Regions from separate parts of the Cyprinus carpio genome. Here region 1 is linked to region 2. A link is a contact called in public Hi-C data. All regions are on one chromosome and are shown on one strand. The core of a region is the stretch at or near the end of the contact, and the rest is flanking DNA. Distances in the headings are between cores, read along the strand shown. Region 1 overlaps LOC109057239 (muscleblind-like protein 1). Region 2 holds the start of LOC109102102 (cullin-3-B-like).

The links. A called contact is a pair of places that touch in the nucleus more often than the background predicts.
Region 1: a Hi-C map of skeletal muscle shows a contact between it and region 2, with 5 times the contacts expected there. The contact joins the enhancer-like site here to the promoter of LOC109102102 in region 2. A contact is called at or near these places in 4 of 8 Hi-C or Micro-C datasets (liver and skeletal muscle).

The regions. Positions count from the first base shown.
Region 1 is chrA2:23,375,000-23,379,098 of ASM1834038v1, reverse strand. The region is part of intron 4 of LOC109057239 (muscleblind-like protein 1); the gene reads right to left. Among protein-coding and RNA genes, the nearest start is that of LOC109102056, 21 kb to the left of the region's middle. Within about 2 kb of position 1,743, at least 2 of the 8 cell types and tissues checked have an H3K27ac peak or open chromatin away from gene starts, as enhancers often do. A contact at or near this core is called in skeletal muscle, where this site is marked.
Region 2 is chrA2:23,327,165-23,331,495 of ASM1834038v1, reverse strand. LOC109102102 (cullin-3-B-like) reads left to right here and starts at 2,553. Exons shown (of 16, transcript XM_042711152.1): 1 at 2,553-2,807. The coding sequence starts at 2,724. LOC109057239 (muscleblind-like protein 1) reads right to left here and starts at 2,520. Exons shown (of 15, transcript XM_042711183.1): 1 at 2,465-2,520; 2 at 1,350-1,433.

The DNA of each region.
Region 1 (4,099 bases), core at 494-2,993, 48 kb before region 2:
AAAGCCCTCTGCTCTAATGCATCTGACCACAACCCTGAAGCTGCTTTCAGCCCATGTGGAATCAGCCCTGACAGGCTGTCACTCAATCGATTAGCTGAGTATCGATTAATGAGTCACATCAGTGCGAGAGAAATTCATCTGAAGAGTTTATGGATCTACAGTAACCCGTGTGCCCCCCCGTCCACATAAACTCAGATGATGAGTGTCTTTATCTGGGCTGCGTAGGTGAGTATGTCAGGACACCGGCCTTTCCAACACAGCCGCTCATTAAACTGCTCTCATCTGACACCTGTCGTCATGTCTGCTGTGACCAAAATAAAGCCTTTTTGCCAATTTCTGTGGTTGAATGTTCAATTATCTCAGCAAGCAGCACTTTAGGAGAGTGTTATGCAGTTGTGATCAGTGGATGGATTTGGATGACTACACAGAGCTAAATTGTTTCTGGAAAGTGAATCGACTTCTCTCCTGAACTCACAATGCCAAAACATGCTTTTATGCAAAGCACTTACAATTGCTAGAAGGGAATGCAGTTAACTGGAACTTGGTTTGCATGAACTAACAAACAAACACAAAACTATTCACAACAAAGCAACATTTATAACTCTAATCATATATTTAAAATAACTATTTTATCATTTTTATTTTTACACTAAAGTTCTGAATACAGCATTTTTTATTAATTCTTGTAAAATGACTGTAAAATAGTGTTTTTTGTACTAATTAATAAAATTAAGTTATTTACAGTTATGATAGCAGAAGCAGATACATGGAGCAGATACAATAGAGAATAAAATAAAAACTTTCAAAAGCTTGGGGTCAGTAAGATTTGATCATGTTTTTGAAAATCTCTTTGCTCACCAAGGATCCATTTACTTGATAAAAAATACAGTAAAATTGTGAAATATTATTACAATTTAACATAACTCTTTTCTATTGTAATATATTTTAAAATGTAATTTATTCCTGTGATGCAAAGCTGAATATTCTGCATCACCAGTCTTCAGTGTCACATGATCCTTCAGAAATCATTATGCATAATCAATATGCTGATTTGCTGTGCTGCATTACATTTTTTAGTATTCTTTGATGAATAGAAAGCAAGAAATCTTTTGTAACATTATAAATGTCTTTACTGTCACAAAACAAAAAACAAACAACACACACACAGAGGACCTAAACTTAGAATTGTAGTGCCTATGTACATTACAATTCAGCTAGGACCTGTCAGACAAACACTGTGAGCGAGAGGTCAGGTCAGTCAGTTCTAGGGGGAAAATAGCAGGGAGTCAGATGTCCCTCAGCACTATCACACACACAAACACAACCCTAAATGTTAAACCCTCTCTGGGTTTGTCTTCCTCCACTATCATACGCTGACAGGCGTCATCAGTTCATCCTGGTCACTGATGATGCAAAAAGGGAAGATCTCCACCAGCTGCAAATACTATTAATGAGGTCTTCCCAACACAAATAAACTAGGGACTTATCTATTACAAGTCTTGATTTGACTAAACACCTGTTTAACAATCACATTTACAAAGCACATTAGCAGTTTGGTAACACATACACTCAAAATAACATGTTAGAGCATTAAGTTATTACATTATTTTTAGCCTTTTATGTCTAATACGAACTAATTCCAACTGAATTCACTTTGTATAACTGGTCAGCGATATACCACAGAGACAAGAGGCTAAAGCAGACAGCAGAACCTTCTAGAAGTGTGATGTGAGTTTGAGCTCCTATCTATGCGGCATGTAGAAAATAAATAAAAGGCACACATACTCGGCCGTGAGCCGGCCAATCAAAGAGTGTCTGGCTGGTATTCTGTGAGCTGAAGTTTCTACCATCTGTTTAAGACATTAGTGAAGCTGGCCTCTGTGAAACAACACTGGGCTATGAGAAGATGAAGACTCTCTCAAACTCTCTGTCTTTATTTCCTTTTGCATTTCTGCAAATTTGATTCATGCAAATGTAACAAGAGTGACAAAGACTCAAAAATGATAGTTTCCTAATTTATCCGACCCTTGCTAAACCCTGCCAAATTTTACTGACCAATCCTACTTCAGCAACTGTTGCTATTATAATCTTTTTTTTTTTCCAGTGTAAGTCTCATTTGACAGAAAACATCCAAAAATATGGAAAACAATGAGAAGTTTTTAATTATGATTTTGGCATTTAAATATTTTTAAACGTAAAACATCAAAGTAAAATGCTGTGTAATGTCACTTCATAAAATGAGGTAATTAAAATTAATTTAAGAAAATTATGCAATATATTTTATATCTTTATGTGCAACTACTGTTATTATAAAAATTCATTATAATAATTATACATAATTTTATTATATTATTTAGTAAATAATTTAATAATGCTTTTATTTAATCTTTACAATGTTTTTCACATATTTAGAAAACAATCCACAAACAAGGTTTAAAATGCTAAAAAAATTGCTTTTTTTATTATTGCATTATTTAATAAATAATTTAATAATTCTTTTAATTATTACAATTTGTTTTCCACATCTTTAGACAATGGTCCACTAATCAAACATCACCTACCTTTTAAAATGTTATAAAAATGCTATTATATTTTATTTAATAAATAATTTAATAGTGCTTTATTGAATAATTAGTCTGTTTCCTGCAGATTTAGACAATGATCCACTAATAAACAACACCAGCCTGTTATATATGTGCATATATATATATAAGAGACCTGCACTGACACTTAATATTTGTCAGCACAATCAAACATTTGAAGGAAGTCAGATACAACTGTGAATGTAAGCAATGAAAATGTTTAAAGGATCTGTGTGTGTGTTTTATGGGGGTCTGTGCATGTTGAAGGGCGTGTGGGTGAGAATGTTCTGTTAAAGGTGTGACACGGCCCTACTGAGCATGTGTCAGAGATACTAGTACTGTACGCTCACTGACCTGCTGAGAGGAAGAGAAGAAAGGAGGAAAAAGGGGAAAGAATGAGGAGAGAATCAAGTTGAAGGATAAAAGAAAGATGTGTTTATGGGAGAAGGGAGATATGGGACGAGCTGTGCATGTCAGGGCTAACGGAGTCGAGTTACACTCACCCCATCTAACCCCACTCACCCCTATCCATAACCACACACATGTAAGAACATGATTCATTTAACTGAAGAGTCATTCAGTGGGAGAAAATGTTAGCTCTAGAGTAGTGCGATCTGGAGCAAGGAGTTCTTAACCAAACCTTACAAACATTGAACTATTACTGTTTTATCCTTTATTTGTCATTTTGTACTTCAGAGTAGCTGACCAGGTTTACATACACTGCAAGTTGCATTCTGTATATAACTGTGTATAAAATATTTTGAATTACATTAAACCCAGAATTATAGATTTTTGACTAAAATAAATCTTCCTTTTATAGCTGCAAACCCTCAAACAATAGGAAATGTGAAACAATAAAAAGTGCCCATGATGAAAAAAGAAAATATACAGTGGACCCCAAAAGTATTTGGATACTTTGAATATTAATACGAATAATGCTTTCTTTTGTATAATGCAAATGCATTTTTAAAGAATCAAGATAATGAATATTATAATATGCAAAATCCTCCTGGTAAAATTTTAAAAAATCATTATCTATCCATTTACTTTACATTGTTTAAATTATTTTAATTATAAAATTATTTTTGTAGCTTGCACTGTTTTTATAAGCTGCTAACTGGACTGAGCAATACAGAATTTTGTTACAATGATATACTCTCATTTAATGTCCAATTATTCTGCCCTTGCTTAAATATATACAACAGAAAGGAAAAAAGAAGGAAATAAACAAATAAAGAAAAGCATTTTAAAAAATCCACTATAAAACTATAATTCCTGTTTCGAGTAAATATAGCTCTGTCTGGCAAGTTCATGAAGCACCTATCATAAGTGCTAATATTCCTTTTTGAGTGCTGTGTATAGTTTAAAAAAAAAAAAATTTATAGAGGTACAAAAACCTCCAGTTGCGCATGGCAGGAAACGCATTTGAAACAGGATCCTCAGGTCAGTCTGTGCACTACAGACAGCCCTGTCAGTGAAATCAGAGAGGCTGGAGAGAAAGTCATTCCTGATCATCA
Region 2 (4,331 bases), core at 1,304-3,803:
TGAATAAATGAAGGATATGAATGAAAGTAAAATATATATATACATACAGATAGATAGATAGATAGATAGATAGATAGATAGATAGATAGATAGATAGATAGATAGATAGAAATAAAGAAAATAATAAAGGAAAAAGTAAAAGTAAGTAAAGGTTATGACTAAATTCAGTTAAAGATTAATGTATTTGTTTTATCAAGTTAATAATCCCTTTATTTATTTTCCTATCATTACATTTACTTTAAAAAGTCATGGATCAACTAAAAGTGTATGTGTGGAAGAAAAAGAAGATATTTTGAAGAATGGTGGTAACCATTGAATTATCTCTTTAATGTTTCATTTCAGAAACATGTTTTAACTTTAACATACTTAGCTTAGCTAATTTCCTTATGCTTATATCAACGACTGTTCAAATGTTTTGTTTTTAAGTTTGATTGCATAATTGCTGTTAATAGTGTTAATCGTCTGTTTGTTTACGTCTTTTATTGATTTTTCTGAACATTTCTGCCGTATGCACATAAACTGACAGTCACCACTGATGAGCTACTCCCAAATATTGTAGAAACTTAATTTTCTGTAAAGTTGCTTTGCAATGATTTGTATCATAAAAAGCACTATAGAAGAATTGAATTGAATTTTTGCATACGCATATTTACAGAATGACAATAATAGCACAGAAATGCGGCTTATTAACTATTCTAAAGAGATGCATTAATCAACAAATATCAAATGTTTCAAAATATTTTCATAAGCAGAGCTCTCTCTTACAAGGATCATTAAATAAGCAAAACAACTGTGAAGACAACAGGCAAAGGATGCAAATATTCAATAAAATCAAGCCTTTAGATTTAGCGCACAAACGCTCACTGAGGTTAACGTCACCTTTATTTCCTAAACAGAGCAGTGTGAGATCAGATCCTTTCAATGCACCAGATGCAGCCATAATGCACCAGAAAGCCCACCACACACCAGCTATCAGTGGACAGGAGCCAATGTTGAGGAAGCTGCGCATGCCAGCAGGCAAATTTGGCCACTCTTTTCAAGAGACACCTTGGGATTTTTACTGACCGCAGCAACCTCGCTTTAATGTCTCATATAAAGGACGTCGCCACCTCACAATGAAGTCTTATAATTTCTATCCTGGGGCATGAGAATCCATGCAAATTACAGAATGAACACCCCCTGCTGGCCTCATTAACACCTCAACTAAACACAGCATTAGTAGCTTTAAGGGAAAACAAGGCAAAAACAGCAGGGGGATCACTACAATCACAGTCAGTTAACAGGGTTTGAGAAGTAGTGTATAATTTTTCCCACACACGGACTGAACTGCATAAGCACCCAGAACATACCTATGGATTCTGTCCAGCATTGTTTCAATTCACTACTCACAATCCAACTTCCTACGTCTGTGTCCATGTCCAGTCGGGAAGGACCTGCAGGGTGAAGATTGTTTGTTTTACTTTGTACTACACTTCAGTGGTTTGTTCTTTATTGTCCATTTTATATAAAACATTTCTCAAGAATAATGTAACTTTGTACAATGCTCCTATTGCCTGTTGTGTGTTACATGACGATAAAGATGTAAAACATGACTGAATGTGCCAAACCAGCCTACAGTTACTGTGGTATCAAGTGCATTGCCTCCCAGATAACCAACAGTTAAAATGTATAATTTTTATTGCATTATATAACAAAATATCAAACTTAAGGCATCTTTACACAGCCATGTTAAGGCTGCTCTGTGTCTGCTCAAAATTCAGTGCAAAGACACAATGCTGCATCAAAGCAAGGCTAAATTATGCCTGCTCAAAACCACCTCAGCATCAAAGTATACAGTACAGCGTAAATGCATTTAAGCCACTTCTGAGCAGTATTAAACAGTCTGTGTAAAGACAACCTAAATGCCACTTCAGAACCGCTTCTGTTCCACCTTTGCAGTGTAAATTTGGCATAACTGTGTTATCAAATTCTATTTGTAAAATGAGTTTGTGCTACATTTCATTAAATTAAAGTCAACTCGGTTTAATATTCTGCTAGTATAATGCAAATACATTCATATATTTTAAGTTATGCTTAAGAAAGTGTCCAAAAACTTTTTGGGCCACTGTATGTCTCCTGTAAATCTATATAACAACGTGCTACTATATATATATATATATATATATATATATATATATATATATATATATATATATATATATATATATATATATACATAATACATACATATTATCTCAGGTTCCTCATTTGTAAGACGCTATCGATAAAAGCGTCTGCTAAGTGACTAAATATAAAGGTTAAATACAGATAATCCTAGATATAGTAATATTAGGAAACTAAATCTAAGAAATACTCCCATAACACACCAATGAAGTTAGATGTCATTAATAATGACATCTAATGACATCGAAGTGTGATAATGACTCATTATCACACTTCATGATATTGTTTTAAACTACGATACCGGTGAATCCAAGAAAGTTGTTAGTTCTTCAGCGCCAGACTGCTGTTTACCACATGTCAGCCCCAGCTGGCCCCCTTTCTCGCGATATTGGACGCATTCCTGTTAGAACAATCATCACTCTCGCGAGATGTCATCCAGCCGTCCGCCATCGCTGTAGAGACAGAGGGAGAGAGTAAGCTACAGGGACTCAAACCTGGGGGGGAAAGAGGGCGAGATTTGTCCGTGTTTCCCCTCAACACACCCACCCTAACATCTGTTGATGGCATCGCTCCCAAACCCAAACATGTCCAACCTCAAACCCGGCACCAAGAAGGACACCAAAATGCGGATCCGCGCCTTTCCCGTGAGTATCAGCCGAGATGAGCGCGCCTCAGGCGGTCGCGGGGAGAACTCGAGAGCCGGGGATCGGTCAGAGCAGCAGGCCACAGCAGGTTTACGTGTTTTGAGGTTGGGTTTTAGAGATTTACAGAGACTACGGAATAGAAAATGTGTCAATTCGTGATAATATCAGCGCCAGGGTTTTAAAGATGTTGATATGTCTCAGTTATTAGAGAGATAAGTGATTTTAATTAAGGAAACAGACAGTGTAGAAAGTGTTCAAAACTCAAAGATTCTTTCATACAGGGTCTTTATGTTTTGACCATAAAACTGTAGATATGTACAGCACTGTATATCCTTCAGAGAACATGAAGTCTTTCCTTTTGATCTGCTGTTTTTTTTCTCAGTGTTTTGATCTGGTTTGGGGTCTTGAGTTGTCAGACTGGCCCGTTGCTGTTTTGTTGCCACTTAAATGTTTGATGTTGTGTTTTTTGCTGTAACTGATCGTTGTTTGTGGTGATGATGATTAATTTTTTTCCCTTTTCTTTTTTTTTTTATTGTCATTGGTGCTGTATATATTACTAAACTGATTGTTATTGTTTTGTTGTCTGGTTAATTTAGTTTCTTGTCACTGGTTGGTGCTGTGTTTTGTTAAATTTGAAAGGCAGCTAATATGTTTTTATGTATAAAGACGGTTATATTATGGAAAATTTAAAGGATTAGTTCACTTCCAGAATGAAAATTCTGTCATCATTTCCTCACCCTCCACTTATTCCAAACCTGTATGAGTCTCTTTCCTCTGTTGAACACAAAAGAAGATATTTTGAAAAATGTTAGTATGTAATTTTTTTTCCTGCTATGGAAGTTAATGGTGCCCATCAGCTGTACTGTGTGCACATCTCATTTTAAGAATTTTTTATTTTTATCAATTTTTATTATTTATTTTAGTCTTTTTATTTATTTATTTTTACAAACCTCTTAGCACTCTTTTTTAGCCCCCTGGTGTTCCCCGGACCCCGTTTTGAAAGTCTCAGGTTTGGATAGTTGTCAGGTGTCATAGGGGTTTGTTAGTGTTGTGTAGATTATCACACTGATGACTGATGTCCTCAACAGCTGTGTTTTTGACTTTCACAGTCACTGCAGCACACTTTGCATCAGTATGACTTGCATCTCTCTGCAATATTCTGCAATTTTCTGTTCTTTTATTAGCTCCACTCAGAACAAATTATGTGCATTGCAGGACTGTCAGTGTGTTGGTGATGCTCTGATGGAATGAACTAGGTCAGAATTACTTGATAATATGCAGAGAAGTGAGAATGTTTGCATGCAGTTATTTTCTGTTTGTGTATCGGAAATATTCTTCTCTTGAAGGTCTGGAAACCCCCTGACACTTGTCAGCATGTCCGCAGGACTCGGTAAATGGCATTTTGGTTCGGATAAGATCTCATTCGGAAGCTGCGTTTAGGCTACTTGTTCTACTTGTTGGGTTGGATGTGTCTTACCCTGTCCGAGGAATTCTTTAGAAGTCTCACAGCTGCCTTTACTTTGT